Regions from separate parts of the Mus musculus genome. Here regions 1, 2, 3 and 5 are each linked to region 4. The links are chromatin contacts, called in public promoter capture Hi-C maps. All regions are on one chromosome and are shown on one strand. Each heading gives the region's core, a stretch centred on a gene start, on an enhancer-like site or on the middle of the called end of the contact. The rest is flanking DNA. Distances are from core to core; before and after follow the strand shown. Region 1 has its middle 34 kb from the start of Gm41042. Region 2 has its middle 28 kb from the start of Gm41040. Region 3 has its middle 49 kb from the start of Gm36475. Region 4 holds the start of 1700099I09Rik (RIKEN cDNA 1700099I09 gene). Region 5 overlaps Pik3r1 (phosphoinositide-3-kinase regulatory subunit 1).

The links. Promoter capture Hi-C pulls out the DNA fragments that hold promoters and counts their contacts.
Region 1: a contact with region 4 is called in a promoter capture Hi-C map of hippocampal neurons, with 4 times the contacts expected there. The contact joins the enhancer-like site here to the promoter of 1700099I09Rik in region 4. A contact is called at or near these places in 5 of 39 promoter capture datasets (the 3T3-L1 cell line, hippocampal neurons, liver and 2 more).
Region 2: a promoter capture Hi-C map of hippocampal neurons shows a contact between it and region 4, with 4 times the contacts expected there. The contact joins the enhancer-like site here to the promoter of 1700099I09Rik in region 4. A contact is called at or near these places in 7 of 39 promoter capture datasets (the 3T3-L1 cell line, the C10 cell line, hippocampal neurons and 3 more) and 1 of 115 datasets of contacts at active chromatin or transcription factors (large pre-B cells).
Region 3: a promoter capture Hi-C map of hippocampal neurons shows a contact between it and region 4, with 2.2 times the contacts expected there. The contact joins the enhancer-like site here to the promoter of 1700099I09Rik in region 4. A contact is called at or near these places in 6 of 39 promoter capture datasets (the C10 cell line, hippocampal neurons, liver and 1 more).
Region 5: a contact with region 4 is called in a promoter capture Hi-C map of pre-B cells, with 6 times the contacts expected there. The contact joins the enhancer-like site here to the promoter of 1700099I09Rik in region 4. A contact is called at or near these places in 9 of 39 promoter capture datasets (the 3T3-L1 cell line, 3T3-L1-derived adipocytes, the C10 cell line and 6 more) and 2 of 115 datasets of contacts at active chromatin or transcription factors (both in embryonic stem cells).

The regions. Positions count from the first base shown.
Region 1 is chr13:100,961,286-100,964,869 of GRCm38.p6, reverse strand. No RefSeq gene overlaps it. Among named protein-coding and RNA genes, the nearest start is that of Gm41042, 34 kb to the left of the region's middle. Within about 2 kb of position 1,514, at least 17 of the 459 cell types and tissues checked have an H3K27ac peak or open chromatin away from gene starts, as enhancers often do. A contact at or near this core is called in hippocampal neurons, where this site is marked.
Region 2 is chr13:100,890,180-100,893,974 of GRCm38.p6, reverse strand. No RefSeq gene overlaps it. Among named protein-coding and RNA genes, the nearest start is that of Gm41040, 28 kb to the right of the region's middle. Within about 2 kb of position 1,609, at least 55 of the 459 cell types and tissues checked have an H3K27ac peak or open chromatin away from gene starts, as enhancers often do. A contact at or near this core is called in hippocampal neurons, where this site is marked.
Region 3 is chr13:101,489,701-101,493,086 of GRCm38.p6, reverse strand. No RefSeq gene overlaps it. Among named protein-coding and RNA genes, the nearest start is that of Gm36475, 49 kb to the left of the region's middle. Within about 2 kb of position 1,951, at least 25 of the 459 cell types and tissues checked have an H3K27ac peak or open chromatin away from gene starts, as enhancers often do. A contact at or near this core is called in hippocampal neurons, where this site is marked.
Region 4 is chr13:102,758,149-102,761,621 of GRCm38.p6, reverse strand. 1700099I09Rik (RIKEN cDNA 1700099I09 gene) reads right to left here and starts at 1,367. Exons shown (of 2, transcript NR_130318.1): 1 at 1,326-1,367; 2 at 1-360. It overlaps Mast4 (microtubule associated serine/threonine kinase family member 4), which reads left to right. Exons shown (of 29, transcript NM_175171.3): 20 at 205-327; 21 at 550-662; 22 at 2,472-2,599; 23 at 2,885-3,120.
Region 5 is chr13:101,740,350-101,744,241 of GRCm38.p6, reverse strand. The region is part of intron 2 of Pik3r1 (phosphoinositide-3-kinase regulatory subunit 1); the gene reads left to right. Among named protein-coding and RNA genes, the nearest start is that of Pik3r1, 26 kb to the left of the region's middle. Within about 2 kb of position 1,366, at least 46 of the 459 cell types and tissues checked have an H3K27ac peak or open chromatin away from gene starts, as enhancers often do. A contact at or near this core is called in hematopoietic stem and progenitor cells and pre-B cells, where this site is marked.

The DNA of each region.
Region 1 (3,584 bases), core at 265-2,764, 1.8 Mb after region 4:
CAGAGAAGTAGACTAGGAAGATAAAGAAAGTGGGGAAGGGTTCACAACAGAATAGAGCTAACAAATTTTTTTATAATTAGTTCTTTTATTCTTTCAGGTTATCATATAATTATATTATTCTCTCCCTCCCTTTCCTCCTTTTCAACTCTCCCATATGCCTCTCCTTGCTCTTTCAAATTCATAGACTCCTTTTTTATTAATTGTTTAAAATTCATATATACATATTCATAAGTACATAAATACAACCTGCTCAGTCCATACAATATTACTTAGACTATGTTTTCAGGGATGACTACTTGATATTGGATAACTAACTTCTCTTCGCAACAGAGACCATCACCGAAAACCACAGCCAATAAAAATTCAGAGTGTGGAGAGCTATCCTAACAGTACAAGCCCCCCACACACGGCCCACAGAATACTATGAGAGCAGAAGTGGGAAGACTGTGAAGGCCACAGGAACAGGGGGTTTGCTGTGACAGTACGTCTCCTGGGAATGTGAAAACGATACCCATAGAGTCTTCATGACTCCGTGACTGTCCATGTACACAAGATCTAAACAAGGTCGACAACAACAGACACACTAACATGAATGAGGAAAGCCCATGAGGCTTTGACCTACACCAAGAACTACAGAATGCTGAGAGCAAGAGAAATAGGCTTCCCCAGAGGAGAGCACTGTCAATTTTACTAACTTAAGGACCACAGCCATTTTTAAATGTCCTATAGCTACCTGCACTGTGTTAGCAACCTTGTAAGAAGTAAAATGTCTATATGGGCCCTTACATAATCGTAAGGGGTGCAGACCACTGTGGTAGGAAGGCGTGGCAGCGCCAGCATGAGGTCACACTGTGTGTGCATTCAGAAGGCAGACGGGATGTGTGCTCATTCTCAGCCTGTTTGCTCCTTTTGCTATATCCCTCCATTTCAGGAAGACAATCCATGAGCTAGTGCGGCCCACATTCAGGGGATGCCTTTCCTCCTTTGCCGAACCTTTCTGGAAACACCCTCACAGACACACCCCAGGGATGTGTCTCCTAGGTGATGCTAAGGCCAGTCAAGTAGATAATAAAGATGAATTATCAAAAGTTCATTGCCCCCTATCCCCTGCTGCCTGGGTCCCCCTGCCTCTTTTCACTCTAGTCTTCTTCCACCAGATCACTTACCCCCAATTTCTGCTCCTAGATTGTTCTCAGCCATATCCAAGGCATTAACCAGGAAGGGGCCATTCCCTTTCAAGTAGCTTCCCCCTCCTTAACAAGGAGTTTTACCTAAAGCAATGCAAATTTTTGTTGTTGGTGGTGTTTTTGCCTACAACATAAACATAAATCCAAATGAGGATAAATTTTTGCCTTCGTTTGCATGAAAAGATGTGGTAGAAGTCAGATTACTTGCCCAGGTTAGAGAGTAGAGATGGAATTTGAACCCAGGCTTGCTCAATTCCACAGCCAGGACTTTCAAATGCTGTACTCCCCCAAAACCACCCAGAAAGACCATTTGGCAACATGTAAGTGTGTGGCAACAGTCTGTGCCATAACCTCAGCCAGCTGGTCCCTCAGAGCATTGCCAATGCTTTCAAGGGATGTGGGCAAAATAGCATGAATTATTCAGCACAAATCACCAGTCCCATTACAGAAACAAATGCAATAAGCATAAGACATCATCTTCTCTGAAAGGGGACTTTCATGCTCATGGGAGAGACCATATTCTTTTGATTTCATTTCTTCACACAAGTTGTTTCTACATTATAGAATGTAATGACTCTGTGAATAATGGGATATGGGCTCAGTGAGTATTTAATAATTAACCAAATGAACGGCAGTGTTTTGTTTCAGTTGTGTGCAGCAGATGGTGGGAGTGGGAGGTGTAGAGGCCACAGAATGGGGAGATATTTGTTGAAGAGGATTTTCATCTCAATTCCAGTTGAGCCCAAAGAAGGTGAATGTGGCCTTCGCAACTAAATAACTGTCCCACGGATCCAAGCCCAGGCCTAGTTTACCACTCTTCTATGAAGGCTAATTTATTCAAAAGGACTATGTGTTTAGTTTTGCCAAATTTGTGTTTTGTTTTCAAAGAAATCCCTTATTCATTGAATCGTTTTGGACCCTAACAAAAAAAAAAAAAAAAAAGAAAGGAATTTTCAAAGGACAACCAGTCAAGCCTCCATAACTCTAACAACCAGCTATGGAGACTTCAAGAAAGAAACCCTCCTACCTGGATGAAAGAAGTTCAGGAACCAATGAGGTGTCTCAGCTGATGGAGGTCTTTACCACACATCCTGACAACTGCATTTGAGCTCTGGTTCCTATAGTAGGAGGACAGAATTGACTCCCTAGGGTTATCACCTACCCTCTACATAGACTGCAGAGATCAGCAAACACCTGCGTTCACATGTACACACTGTACACATAATACTAGCAATAATAAACAACTATATTTGTAATTATTAATTAATTAAAATTGAGGTAAAAAGGATCAGGGGCTGGAGAGATGGCTCAGAAGCTCAAAGCACATACTGCTCTTGCAGAGGACCCAAGTCTAGTTCCCAGCACCCACATCAAGTGGCTCACAACCACCTATAACTCCAGTTCCACAGGAATCTAGAGCCTCTAACTTCCATGGGCACCTGAGCTCATAGGTACATATCCACACAGAGACATACACACGCAAAATTAAAAATGAAAAATCAGATTGGCCATCAGTCTTTATATCGCTACTGTTCTCTGTATAATCAGCATGACAATTAATATGTTTGGTATTCACTATTCAAATAATCACAATTCTGGAAACATTTACAAAATGTTTATTGGCAAAATTTCAAATCTTGAGACAACCTCCCCCCCCCAAATAAAAATTTATAAAGAAGAAGAAGAGGAGGAAGAAGAGGAGGAGAAGGAGGAGAGAAGCATTTTACCAGATTGTCAAAGATGATGCCCTTGATAGCTCAGCCCTAAAGAAGACATTTATGGTACCTCCTCTAAGGCTCAGAGAACATTGTAGAAGAGGGGCAATGAGTATGTAAGAGCCTGGAGATATAATAAAGGGCTGTGAAACACCATCCTCTAAATCCAATACAACCACTGTTGCTAAGTCCTAACAACTGAGGTCACCTATACAGGGTCAAGACTGGCCCCATCAATAATCAGTCATGGAAAGAGAGGGGTTCATGGAACCAGACCCTCACTCCTGAACAATTAGCTGCTGATGGAGTGTGGGAGAGGTGAGTCACTATCTTCAATTGTGTACCTACTGCTGAGCTCAACAGACTCCAACAGATAGCTGCAAACTCACAGTCACACAGTTGGCCCTGGTTACACTCAGTGGGTCAGAACACAAAATGAATAGACATTAACGTAAGAAAGACACGTGTAGTGAAGAGAGGATCAGATGTGGTTAGAAGGGAGATGGGAGAGGGTAGGAGAGAGTGGTCAGTGGGTACCAAATACATGCATGAAATTGCCTAAATGCAAATGTAAGTAATACAATAATAACTATTGTTGAAGAGAAGACTCCCTTAACAGCCCCTAAATTATTTTCACACAATGATAAAGTCCCTCCTTTTAGAATTTTCTGAAAATCGTAAG
Region 2 (3,795 bases), core at 360-2,859, 1.9 Mb after region 4:
GAGAACACGTTCTCCCTTATCATATGCAAATCTATTGTTTGACTTTGAAACATCCCACTAACTCTCAAACACGCTGTTGGAAAGTCATCAGCCACAAAAAAAAAAAAAAAAAAAAAGTAAGAAAATCTCCCGTCTGAATTATACACGTGGCCTTGGGATTCAGGAAAGGATATCTTGGGGTTTTAGTAAGACTGGAAGATTCAAAACATATCATGAAGAGGGACAGTGAGGTCATCAAACACAGTTCAGTCAGCAAGGACCAGACTGTGACAAGACAAGCTTGGCAGAGAAGCTTGGAGCAGCAAAAAAAGGAGAGATGCAAAGATGGTCCCAACCATCCTGAGCTCTCTCTTCCACGAGAGGAAATTCGTAGACCTTCATCACTGTTGATCTAGACAAAAAGACAGAGTCGAGCTGACTGTGTGAATACTGTAACAGATGTGTGCTTCTGGACACTGTAGGGAAGGCAGGTGTTGTTTGGAGGGATGGCTTTCTCCTTGAAAGATAAAGAAACCAAAGGACTAAGCAATCATCTAAGACATTTTTATAACTTGTTACTACGAATCAAATATTTACAGACAAACTATTGCCATGGTATTCTTGGATCAGGTATATGCTGACCAAGCAAGGGCAGTGGAGAGGGAAGAGGAGAGGAGAGCCAAGCCACCCAGGTTATCTGTCTGGCTGCTTGCACTGGTCCAGTGTGTCTAAGAATCCCACAAACCTATCCATCCCCTCTGCTGTGTTCACCTGACCTTTCTTCTATTTCTTTTTCCCTTTCTCCATTACCCCAAGGAAATAATCTAACCACTCCAGCTTCCTTTGCATGCAAAATGTAACTGTTCCTTTTACTTCTTTCAGATAAAGGCAGGCTCTGGGAGGGAGAAGGAAAAAAAAAAAAAAAGAGCTCCCGGCTTCTTCAAATTAGCTCTGAAATAAAAGTCACTGCCAGATGTTATATAAAAGGTGACGTAATCCTAAACTACTTCATTACATATGCAGCTCGGCTCTCCAGCCCAGGGGGAGTTTATTACATTTTGTCGATTCCATTTTCTATACCCACATCATTTTTACATAATTTTTCCTGCCTGACAGGCAGCTTCACATTTTCACAGCAACCCATCAAGATAGCGTTACAAGAGCGCAGGGAACCAGGTTAGCAGTTTACAAATAACGGCGCTAACGAGTCAGATTTGTCCCCGAGATACAAATCAGGGGTAAATGGTCCATCCATGCGTGAGAGAAGCACATCTATTTTAGAATAATAGAGAGGAAACAGAGCACTTTTCAGCCGGCACTGTATTCTTTCAGAGCGTGTACTAAATCTATCGCAAAAGTAGGGAAATAGAGATGTGCCCATCTAAAGTTCTTCTTGCCTTTCCCTTCGATGTCCTAATAAATTCCTGGCTCGAAACGAAATAGATAGCCATAGAACATGCACTAAGATCAAAGTTACTGCCTTTTCATATTCGCACAAAATTTAGAAGAGGACACGCCATTTGTGCCAGTGAAATATCTAACTACTGAGATGCTTCAAGTGCAAACATTGCGAGACACTTCCTCCCACTCTCCAAGTGCTAAGAAGCATCCTTCGCCCCCTCCTTCCTCGGCTCTCGCGGCTGCACTGCCCTCTAATGGCGAATTGTGGCAGTGCAGGCTGAGCCCTCGCTCCTTGAGAACTAAGGATTGGAGAGGCATTTGCAGGAAGTTCTTAGTTCTGGTGAATTTACTAATTCCTCGAGGAATAAGAAGGTTCCTGGGACTCCCACTCCCAAGAGGTGGTGCTTACCTGAGCCAGCGAGGTAACTTAAGGGGTAAATACACTTGCCACCAAGGCTAGTGACGTGAGTTCCATCCCTTGGACTCACATAGTAAAAGGAGAAAATCAACTCCTACAAGTTGTCCTCTGACCCCCACATTTGGGCTGTGATGCATGCCCTTTACAGACTCACGATCGATAAATAAGATGTAATATGTTTTTCTAAAAGATTGATCTTTCCAAAGTTTCATCTCTCTAGGTTTCAGTTTTGAAGAAAAATTTGGTAAAATGAACCTTATTGTTTTTCCAGTTTGTGCAAACAAAATAATGGACACTTTTATCCTTTTATAAGAGTAGGATGTGAATGTGGCATAAGGGGAGATAGGAAAGTTGTAGGAACCGACTGTACTCAACCCTTCCTCAGGCCTAGGGAACAGAGAAATTAACAATCACCCCCCCCCCAAATAAAATGTGTCTAAGCTCAAACTTTGTCTCCAAAATCAACATATTCCTATTCCTATAAATGATTTCATATATCAATAATTCTTTTCTTTTTTTCTTTATTTTAGCTTTGTGTAACAATGTTTTTTTATTTTATATGTATGGATATTTTGCTTGCATGCATGTCTGTAGTGGCTATTCCTGGTTGTCAACTTGACTATATTTGGAATGAACTACAATCCAGAATTGGAAGGCTCACCAGTGACCCTTATCTGAAGGCTGGGAGATAGAAGTTTCTGGTCTGGATCTTGGTATGGAGATCTTGAGGCATAGTGGCTATGGATTCCAGAAGATTAAGACAGGGAGATCTCCGAGTTCAAGGTCTTCTGGGATTAAAGATGTGGTGGCACACACCTTTAATCTGAGCTACACCTTCTACTGGAGACCATATAAGGACATTGAAAGAAGGGAGTCTCACTCTCATTCTTTCGCCTGCTTGTCGTGTGGGACTGAGTAACTGCTAGATCCTTGCACTTCCATTCACAGCTACTACTGAACCATTGTTGGGAATCGGACTGCAGACTGTAAGTCATCAGTAAATTCCTTTACTATATAGAGACTCTCCATAAGCTCTGTGACTCTAGAGAACCCTGACTAGACAATGTCTGTGCACCATTTGTGTGCCTGGTGATAGCAGAGACCAGAAAAGGGTGTGGTATCTCCTAGAAGTGAAACTGTAAATGTTTGTGAACCACTATGTGGGTGCTGGGAATCAAACCTGAGTCCTCTAGAATAGCAACCAATGCGCTGAACGACTGAGCCATCATCTCTCCAGTCCCTTATTTTAGCATCTTAATTATATGTAAGGGGGGAGGTGTTTGTAAACATGGTTTCCTGAGGAGGCCAGAACACATTAGATCCTCGGGAGCTGGTGTTAGGTTGTGACCTACCTCACATAAGTTCAGGAACTTAACTCTGGTCCTCTGCAAGAGCAGTATGCACTCTTAACTGCTGAGCCATCTCTCAGTGAGTCCTGAGAATTCTTTTTAAAGCAGCTTTTCATCACAGGGAAGTTATTCATGCACACAGTACATAAGTCATTCCACAATCCTGTTCCCACACACACAGCCCTGGCGATCCCATCTCCTCCTTACCCTTGCAATTCTAAAATGTTTATGTCACTACTCCTGGAGTTCTCCGGTTCAGCATTACGTATTCTGCACCATGGAAGATGACTTCATGCGTGCACAGCCACCTGCACACACACAACCCCGCCACATACAGTCTTCCCAATGGATTGTAATTTTGCTAAGAGGGACCATCAATGTTTATAGGATGATGAATATTAAATTTTGACAGTTCTACCTTGTATTATGCCATGCTCACCTCCCACCCCCTTGCCTAGATAAACTGTTATTCTCCCCGGAAAGGGAGGCAGGGAGTCAGGAAGAAGGCAGGAAAGCAGGAAGGAAGGAAAGGAGGGAAGGAGGAAGTGAGGAAGGGAGGGAGGGAGGGAGGGAGGAAGGGAGGAAGGAAGGAAGGAAGAAAGGAAGGAGGGAGGGAGGGAGGGAGGGAGGGAGGGAGGGAGGGAGGGA
Region 3 (3,386 bases), core at 702-3,201, 1.3 Mb after region 4:
CCCTACTCCCAAGTAATGGCCAAGCTACTTGTCCCTAGTCTCCAAAGTGCTTTGAGTAATGAGGAAATCTGCTCTTGAAATGATACCATTAGCTACAGAGCTGACCAGGGATGACAGACAAGGAACTGAGAATACCATGAGGGAAGGAGCACACACCCTGAATCATTCTGTCCCATTCTTGTCCAAAACAATTCCCTCAACAAGAAACTTAGTGCTGAATGGAGAGCTATGATAGAAAAGTGGTGGCTTTACCCAAGGGACAAATCTTAAGAAAATTTCCTTTTATCATCTTAGAGCCAATCAGTGTGCTATGATTAAATGATATCATGTATAAAGTAGAGGCTAATATACAAAACCTGAGCTCAAAGAGTTCCTCAGATGAAAGCATTCATGTAAAGAAAAATAAGCTGAGATAACAGATTATGCAGCTCTTTCATGAAACTCTGTCTCCTTCCTTTCTGTCTCTTAATATTTTTAACTAAAACATAAATACATCATTTTCACTCTTCCAACTCTTCTCTCATGGCCTTTCCCTTGATCCCTCTCAGGTTCACAGCTTCTTTTTAATTGTCTTACACACACACACACACACACACACACACACACACACACACACACATGTTTATACATATATTTAAATACAACCTGCTACATCTGCTCACTGTTGCCCACAAATACATGATTCCAGGATTGACCATTTGGTATTGAATAACCAATTAGGGGTTCCTCCCTGGAGAAGACTAATTCTCTAGATCTCAGAATTCTTCAGTCACTTGTAGCTCTTTGTATAATGGGGCCTCAGGAGATCCCCCCCTGCCACATTAGCACATCTGTTTCTGTTGTCCTTGTTTAGATTGGTGTTTGGGAGGCAGGCCACATCCCCAAACCCCATGCTTTTCATTTGTAATTTAAAGGCCATGGGGGTTCTAGTCCTGAGTCACAGGACTCTGAATAAAGACAAGAGGGATCACTCAATGAGATATTCTGAGAGGGGATTCCAGGCAGAGGCAGGCTCTTCCACCAGGGAGCATGGAGAGGTGACAGATGGCGGATTTTTGCCTTTCAACACATACCCGTAACCTCATGCACTGTCTGGGTTTATTTTCAATCCCATACACAAGGGCTTATTGTTTATAGTTAGCTGTCCTCCGAACTCATTTCCAGGAAAAGCTTTTCTGTGTGTGTGTGTCACCTCCAATCACTTCCCAGGTTGCATAGTGACCATGAGGACACCAGGACCCAGGGCCAAGTATCCAGAACTAGCAGTTTGTTGCTGGGGAAGGGTGCGTGACATTTTCCTGTGTGTTTTTCTATTTATTTTAGTGCCTAGTGTCGTCTTAGAAGCGTCTTAATGTATGACTTAGAATTTGCAGCCTGTCTTCTGTTTTCTCACCTGGAATGAAAACACACCTTTTGCCAAGTCATTTCTACTTGGTGGGAAAAAAAAAAGATGGAAGAAAAAAAATGTTGTCTGGCAGGTCAGATTTCTGTCTCAAGGTGGGAAAACTCTATAATTTATATGTAAAAAGTAAACCTCTCTCAGCCTATGGGCTGCGAAACACTCAGTGGCTGATTCTAATTTTACCCCCAGTCCCGTGCTCATTTTCTCAAATGACTCTTGCCTTTCTTCTCTATATTTTTAAACCTAGAGAATCAAGCTCTCTGGTCTCACATGGGACCATGGGGTTGCACTGGGCTCTTGCAGAAGATTCAGGGACTGTGGTGACATGAATTTGAGCATAAAATTTAGCCATGCAGCTCCACCTGAAATATGAAGCAAAGAAAAGATCTTAGATTCATGAACTTCAATTTACTCTAAGGGAAAACTTGATGAGAGTTGGAGCTTGGTCTCAAAATAGCCTGGACAATTTTAGTTTCCCGACAGCATTCGGTGGCAAGCCTGCTAGAGAACACCATCTTGAACGCTCTCATTTGCATGCCGCACATAGCACATCCTCTCGGCACAACCAGAGCTTCCTAAGCCTCAGTCACCAAACTGCACCTGGCACAGAGCACAGTGCCCAGGAGGGAGAGCATTAGTTGGCCTTCTACCTCATGGTTTCTGTATTTCTGTCTTTTTAAATAGCCAGAGAGGTATTGGAGTGAAGTGGTTAGGGCCATAGGTTTTGGAGTTAGGACTCTATTCTGCCATGTGCTGGATACATGATCAGGGCAAGTTCCTTAACTTCTCTGTATGGCAGCCTTCTAAGAGACAAAGTATAACAGGACTGAGCACAGAACCTGCACACTGGGGGGAGGGGGCTCAGAACCCTCCCCTTCCTGCCTTTCCTTTCATTTAGTATAAACAAAGATGACACACACGGTATGTCAGCACATATGGAGTTCTCATGGGGTTGTCAGTTTGTCTTCATCACCAGGGTTCTGATGATGCAGATCTTAAAGTATTATTTGTTACCATTATTGTTTATAAAGTGGCACTTGAATGTTTCTTTGACGGGGGACAATCCTGGTGTGACAGACCTCTGAGAAACATTCAGCAAGCATAAAGCAAGTGTTTCCCTTGCCAAAGCTTCTGTGGAAGAGATTGAACAGGATAACCCCTGGCTTGTTAAGATCTTGGTGCCTGGCTACTATTGGCAACACCAAAGAACAGTGTTGTCTTGCAAGCACACATTTGTAGTGGGATTCAGAGGAGTTGAAGAACAAAGAAATTCAGACTCCTTCCATTATTATTATTATTGGGATATCTCTGAAACATTAAAATACTTTTTGCTTTATTACTTTAACAGAAAAGGACACTGAAGTGGGAACCCAGGAAGAAAACCATCAGGTATTGAGTGATTCAAATTCAACAGGAGAGTCAAGGTTGTCCGAGGGGAGCTGTCTGACCCTGATGCTCCCCTCTCCTCACTCAGTCTCCTCACACCTGGCCTTGCCTGGTGAAAATGACTTAATATGTGGGAAAGAAAACTTGCCTTGCTGTGGCCCTGCTGCTAAGGCACCGAGCCTCCATGCTGGGTGGAACAGGCTACTCTGGGGACAAGCAGCTGGCCTTCCAGCCATCTCTGGCTCAAGCACCTGTGGCCCAGGCAGCCTCTCTGCTTGTATCACATTGACAGAATTTCTGATTCTATCATAGACACAGCAAGAACAGTTATCTCTGCCATGAGGGAATGTGGGCTAAGATTTTCAGACTTTTCATAAGCAACAGTCAGGAACCAAGGTACAAACTTCTCAGGGAGAACAAAGGAATGGGATTATTATAAATTGGGCATTCAAAGCCATGTGGCATCATTCTACCTTCCAAACCAACAAAGTAGGGCACATTGGCTATGCCCACATGCATCTGAGTTGGCTCCTAACAGCTGTTTCTGAGTCTATCTGTAACTCCTCAAAGAACTTGTAAAAACTGAAGTAGCTGGCAC
Region 4 (3,473 bases), core at 118-2,617:
AATCTGATTTCCTGCTGATAAAGTCTAGAAATTTTTTTTTTCAAGTTTTGGTTGTAGAAGGTGGGGGCGGGGGGGGGGGAGGTAGTGTGGACTCCACCACTTCTTCATTTCTCTGCTAACAAATATCGTGAACTGTTTGTAAGCGTGGTGCTTCCTGTACAGAGGGTGGTTCAGCCTCTCAGCCTCGCTCCTCTCCCCGTCCAGGTGGAGCCTATGAAGTGAAGCAGCATCGTTTCTTCCGCTCCTTAGACTGGAACAGTTTGCTGAGACAGAAGGCGGAATTTATTCCCCAACTGGAATCGGAGGATGACACAAGTTATTTTGATAGTACGTGCATTATCTGACATCCTTTGGCCTTTCCTAGATTTAAAAAAAGAAAAACAAAAACAAAACCATAGTTCATCTCCAACTTCACACTTTCCAACTTCGTACCTACAAATTCTAGAAAGCTCCCTGTTGTTCTGCTCCAGGTCCTCAGAGGGTAGTTGTCACTGTTAAATACAGAAGCTCTCTGAGTAACCCAGACTGTTCCCAACCCTTCCTCCGCAGCTCGGTCAGAGAAGTATCATCACATGGAGACGGAGGAGGAGGACGATACAAACGATGAGGACTTCACCGTGGAGATAAGGCAGTTTTCTTCCTGTTCACACAGGTTTTCAAAAGTAAGTGGGACGGGGCATCAGCATGCAAAACCTTGGTATCCACCTCAGTTGGACTAGACTGTAAAAGCACCTGCGCTTTGTGGGGTGTGAGTTCTCCAGCACTCAAAACTCCCAGTTAGTTGGGGAAATGGTCTCATATACTTAATAAGCAGCCGTTTTCCACCCTAAAGACATGGCTCCAACTTTGGGAGTTGATTGTTGCTTTGAGGCAAAGATGCCAACGCTTTGTTGTCTTTCATGAGAGTTGTCATGTGGTGAACTTGCCTACCTGCCCCCTAAGGTCTAGCTGAGAGCTAGTCTGTGGAGGCTTTTGTCAATGAGGAAGGGCATAGGCGTCACTGTGTGCAGAGATCCCCCTTATTGTGACACAGTATAACACAGGAATGATACTCAGTTCTTTGCATGAGCCAGGGTTCTTGGGGGACACTTGACTTTGAGATAAGCAAATATTTTGATCGGTAATAGAGATTATAACTGATATCGAAAAGGCAGTGGGAAGACAACGATAGAAGTTTAGAAATGGTAGAAGAAAATAAGATTGATTGAGAGAGATCCCTTTTTATAAACTCAGGTAAGATTTTAAAACAGACAAACAAACAACCTGATTTTTTTGGTAGGTTGGGAACCCAGGGATAATGGAAATAAACCCAGAGGGCACCCTACCTCCTTTCTGCTAGTCTCAGTTGCTACATCTTTGTGGTTGCCATGGCATTTTGCATGATTCTTCCTTAGGAATTCTATAACAATTGGTGATTTTAAAGCACTCTGTATGTTTTCCTGAATGATTACCCAAAATGCATCTGCAGATCAGCCAGTGCTGCCCCTGTCTGTTTATAGGACCAACATGGGGGCAGGGATTTCCCTGGAGACTTACAGCATGTGTGTCCTGAAGCAAGTTTAACTGACATCGGATGGGTCCTCAGAACACAACCCATCCTTTGCTCTCTCTCAGAACTCCTCCTACACAGTTTGCTTCTTTACTTTGGAAAGCGTTTTATTTTCCCCGGCCTCCTGTTCTTTAGCCTCATCTTCTTCTAACTCTAGAGAGACTGTGGCGATTCAGAAGTGGGCTAAAAAGAGGCCTCTTTGCCTAAGCTATAGTCTCCTGCAACTGCAACTGCAGCTGCAGCTGCCTGATTTGTAAGCCAAAGGTATCTGGTTAGCTCCCTCTTCCCCAGAACCCGCCCCACTCTAAGTTCTGAAACACACCATCCCTTCCTCTACCCGCACGCAACCTCAACTCCTGACTGGCGGCCATTAAACACCTTTTCTTTTCTGTATCATTTTCTCTATCTGGTTACTTTTTGAGCCCCGAGCCAGTCTGAGATGTACATTGCTCCGAAACCATGAAACCTGAGTGCATCTACGATTCTTCTTTGTAGATACAGAGTCCTTGAGGTTTGGTGAAAGGAGAGGGTCAGTCCAGCCCCCCCACTCGAAAAGAATGTGTCTTCATACCTTAACCCTTCTCTCTTGTGGCGTGCACACAACCTTGTTAGCATTTTCCACAACATGGCCCTAGTTTCCAATTTTTTTTGTTCGGTTTGGTTTTTTAGAGACAGGGTTTCTCTGTGTAGCTCTGGCTGTCCTGAAACTCACTCTGTAGACCAAGCTGGTTTAGAACTCAGAGATCTGCCGCTCTTTGCCTCCCAAGTTCTGAGATGAAAGGTGTGCACCACCATGTGTGGGTCTGCCAGTTCCTGATTTTACTTCAATATTCGGGGTTTTGGTTTTTTAATTTTTTTCCCTAAGACTTCTGACAAGCTCTTTTTAGATGTAGTTCATAAACAATGGTTATTCGCCCCGCAGGTTTTCAGCAGTATAGATCGCATAACTCAAAATTCAGGAGAAGACAAAGATGACTCTGAGGACAAGACCAAAAGCACAACGTTGCCATCCACAGAGACACTCAGCTGGAGTTCCGAATACTCTGAAATGTACGTGAGAAGCTCCCCAGGGCCCTCGTAAACAGTGTGTGCTGGGGCAGTGCATCTGAGACCCACGCCCAGAGTTTCCACTCCAGTAGATCTCAGATTGCCCCAACAGCATAGATGTCCTTCCATGCCCCCTGCTTGTGCTGACACTGGGTACCATATCATAAGAACAATTGCTCCAGACATCCATTGGTTAGGATTATCCAGCTTCCCTTTTAGCCTGGTTTCCTCAACCCTTAATGGTTTCCTGGAGGTGGAGGTGTGACTTGCTCTTGTTTTTTAATTAAGGCAACAGTTATCGACCTCCAACTCTTCAGATACTGAAAGCAACAGGTGCAAACTCAGCTCTGGCTTGCTCCCCAAGCTGGCTATTTCGACAGATGGGGAACAAGATGAGGCTGTCCCTTGCTCTGGAGACCCCAGAGAGGAGCCAGAGAAACCTGTCCCTCCCTCTGAGGAGTGTACTCAGGAGGAGCCCGAGGTCACCACCCCAGCCAGCACCATCAGCAGTTCCACACTGTCAGGTAAGTGTGGCTTTACTTGTTCTGCTCGGGCACCATACTGTCAAGTGGCTCTACAGACTCCAAGAGTCCCAGGCTTTACCCGACAGCTGTTGCTAGACTTCTTCTGTGGTCCCACTTCTTTAGGGAAAAACTCCTAAGAACTCGGGTTAGCTGTCTCAGCTACATCCTCAGTGCTGAGCCTTACAGCAGACTGGCCTGGCTTCAGTTGGACCTTGGGGTCCCTTCACACTGCCCGCTTCAGTCGCGTCCTCTGGTGTCAGGCAGAACCTGCCAAAGGAGAATGTCCTTGGCTGCTGTTGCAAAGAGACAGCTTGTAGAATTGCATCCAGCTTAGAATGAGGTACAGTGCCACA
Region 5 (3,892 bases), core at 117-2,616, 1.0 Mb after region 4:
TAAAAAATTTAAAGATATATATCTGTGTGTACACACATAAACCTAAAGCTAGCTTTACACCTGCCTTTGCATGTTGCATATATTTCAGGTTCTCTGCTAACACCTATTTGTGTGTTAGCTACTTACTTTTCATGATAACTCTATGATAGTGACTTTATCCATACACCCGTTGTAAAGTCAAAGTGTAGTTAAATCCCCAAGTTACACAGCCAGTAGGAAAGCTGAGATTTGACCTTATAGTGCTCTCAAGCAGATATAGCATGCTAACAAGAGCTGGTAGATAATCATGTTATATCGTGTGACTCACTCACTCCTGTTCGGCCAGGGTGTGTCCCGGAGCCAAAGACAGATGACACCCCCACCCCCATCTCCCACCCCTACCCTCTTGCTTTGCAGTGACCTATGGTCTGCCAAGACAAAAGGAGCTCAACAAAATGGATGTTTCCTGTTTCAGGAAATAGACGCAAGAAAAACTAATGTATGAAGCAGACATGAGTGTCATTTTTCCTTCTATCAAAAGATCGCCAGGTCAGCAAGCTAGGAAAAAGTGATTGATTTTAAAGAGAGTTTATCCCCTCCGCATGTTGGAGCCTTGCTTTTGGTGTGTGTGTGTGTGTGTGTGTGTGCGCGTGTGTGTGTGTGTGTGCGAGCGCGTGTGTGTGTGTGTGTGTGTGTGTGTGTGTGTGTGTGTGTGTGTGTGTGTGTGAGAGAGAGAGAGAGAGAGAGAGAGAGAGAGGCCAGAGGACAAGGTCAGGTGACATTCTAGGAACTCCCTCTCCACTGAGACAGGCTCTCTCAGTGGCCAGGAAGTATGACGTTTAGGCTAGGCTGGTTGATCAGTGAGTACCGAAGCTCTGCCTCTCTCTGCCTCCCTAGGATTGGGATTACAGGTGTGAGCCACCGTGACCAGCATTTTTATGTGGGTTCTGAGGATCAAACCCATGTCTTTATCCTTAAATGGACAGCACTGTAGTGACTGAGCCTTCCACCCTCAGCCCAAACCTGTGCATTTTATGAGATTGATGAAAATATTAACTGTTAAATTAACCTCTATTTGACTTACGGTTCTCAATGTTATATATCACACATATAAGCCATATAAACTTGTTTCTATACAAATTATTATGTACTTATATGTAATATATATAAAATTGTATTTACATAAAAAGATCTGATAGTACAGCATGCATATAATGTCATAGGAAAAGCTTTGCTGGGATAATTATTCAAATATGCCTTTCTAATGGAACTACTTGATGGTTCCAGCAGGCTGTAACTTGCTACTGTAACTTGTAACAGCCTTCAAGTTAGGAGTTTTATGGACAGTTACATTGTAACTGTCACTTGTGGTCTAATCTTCCCCTTAAGGGAAGCTTGAGAAACACTGTCAGCTTTTTCGAGTAGAGGAAGTTTAAACATATTGGCGCAGAGTCTTCAAAATTGTTTAGCTTAAACTCCCATTCTTGTCAGACCACATCTTTCCAGGCCCTCTGCGGCTGGAGTCAGCTAGCTTTTGGCTCTCAGGAAGGAAAAGTTTCACCGAGTGCAACAAATGTTTACTCTTCTCTCCTTTGCCAGAGCTGGGGTCTGCTCAGCAGATCTGAGGCTTGGTTGCCGCCTGTCGTCAGTCTACAGGTTTTAGTTGTATAATTGCTTTTGGCCAATTCCAACTTAATTCTAAAACCTAGATAATACTTTTGGGTAAATAGTTTTGTTGTTTTTTGAGACAGGGTTTCTCTGGGTAGCCTTGGCTGTCCTGGAACTCACTCTGTAAACTAGGCTGACTTCAAACTCAGAGAGTTCCTCCTGCCCCTGACTCTGCCTCCTGAGTGCTGGGATTAAAGTTGTACACCACTAGCTATCATATTCATATATATATATGTATATATATATATATATACATATATAATTTACATTATATATTACATATTATAAGTATACTTATATATAATATATATTATATATACATATTTTTTACTGGGAAACCAATCTTTCCCCTCTCCCTTTCTGCCCCCACCCCCTTTTCGCAGTTCCCACCTGGCTCCTTCCTTTCCTCTCTTTCTTCTCCCATCCTATGCTTGCAGAGTCCACTCTGAGAGGCTGGTGTCTTTCACATACCTCACAAAGGATGGGTTGGTTTCACAACCAACTTTCCCGATGATGTAGTACCAGTGTCCCGCCTCACCTCTCAGGCAGCCCTGCTTGTCCATTTGCTCTGGTTTCTACTTAGATGATATCCTGCCCCTGGATTCAGTAGTTCTTTGAGGGTCCATCTTTTATCAACATCGGAAACCGTGCTTAGTTCACATGTGCAAGTGTTGTGAATTTTACATCCTATCACTTACAATTAGTACCTTTTTGAGTTCGCTCTCACATCTCATGTGTAATTTCCTAAGAGAAGAAAGGAGGGCTAGTTGATAGTGGTTGTAAACTCTTTTGACATGAGGGTAAAAGTATTTTGTTTATAGAGGACAGAAAAGGAGTTAATATTTAGCGACTGTGCTGAAGGCGGGACAGGACCTAAGGAATGTGGCCACCTGACCCTGGACCTCCCATCTGTGCATGTGCACCTGGATAATTACACAGGTTTTCGATTTGCTAGAAAGGTTGTATTTGTGACTTTAATTTACATTTTCGTTTTTAGTTCATAATCCTAGATTCCACATTTCTCTAAGAGGAAAGGCCCTGCTCAGACACGGAAAAAAAGTCAGCTTCAATGTGGCTGTTTGGAAGTTTGCAGAAATAGGTGGAGTGTATGTGGTGGGCTGGACACCAGCTACTGCGCTCTTGTGCACCTACTAATCCTGATTGCAGGTTGAGGCTTAGGAAAAGAAACTAGACCAGGGTCAAGCACAGCTGGTGGTCATTCAGTCCTCACAGTGGTCTCACTTCTGAGTGTGTGCGTCTCAGTACCACCCTCAACCTTCAAAGAGCCAGGCTGGAGGACCAGGACCTCTTGTCGGTCATCCTCGTGCATTAAGAAACAGCAGTGTCTAAACCATAGGCTTAATAAACACAGTTTTGAATTTCTCTACTTTGCTTAACACTTCTTTTATCTCAAAGTAATTTACAAATACCACAGGTCACGTGCTAGACAGATGGATGCTGTTTGTGTCAGACTCATGTACTTGGAGCATGAATTAAATCAAAGACCCACAGGAGATCACTGGTATACTCATTTCTTTTGAAATTTTATCTTAATTAACTTTTTATTATATAGGGTATGACAAGGCTAGTTCCATACATGTATTCAATGTGCATGGGACAAATTTCCCAGCATCCCCCACTACAGCCCCAGGTATTTGTTTTCATGAGACCCATCCAGTTCTTTCAAGGTTTCTTTGTGAGATTTTGCATGTTAGAGCAGTGACCCTATTTACTTAGCAAAGGTACTATTAGTTCATTATTAGTTCTGTAACTTGGATTTGAAGTCCTTCATAACCACCGCAGTCTTGAAGAGCATTTGTGCTTTATCTGACTGGCTAGGGAAAAAGTTCAGTCTTACCAAAAAGAACTGTTCTGAGCTCTTGGGTCAGGGTGTGAATGTTTTTCATGTGACTTTCAGTTGGGTCTTGCTCAGAGAACGTAGTGGTCAAAGTTGGGTTCACATCTTGGGCATAATTTGCAAAAGTGAAGTTTGTAGGTGCAGGGTGGTTCCGTGAAGACATGAAGATGAATGGACGTAATGTTTATCTTTGAAGTCCTGTTTCCAGAGGACACTGGGGCAAGGAACAAACGCTCTTCTGTTCTGAAGCATCCCAGTGTTTTCCCACGTTGGGTCCACGAGACTGAGTAGAGGGCTTTGAGATGCCATAGCTCCAGGATACATTGTTCCCTCCTTTTTAGGAATCGGGTATCCCCAGTACTGGGGTCAGGCTCCTCATCACGCCTC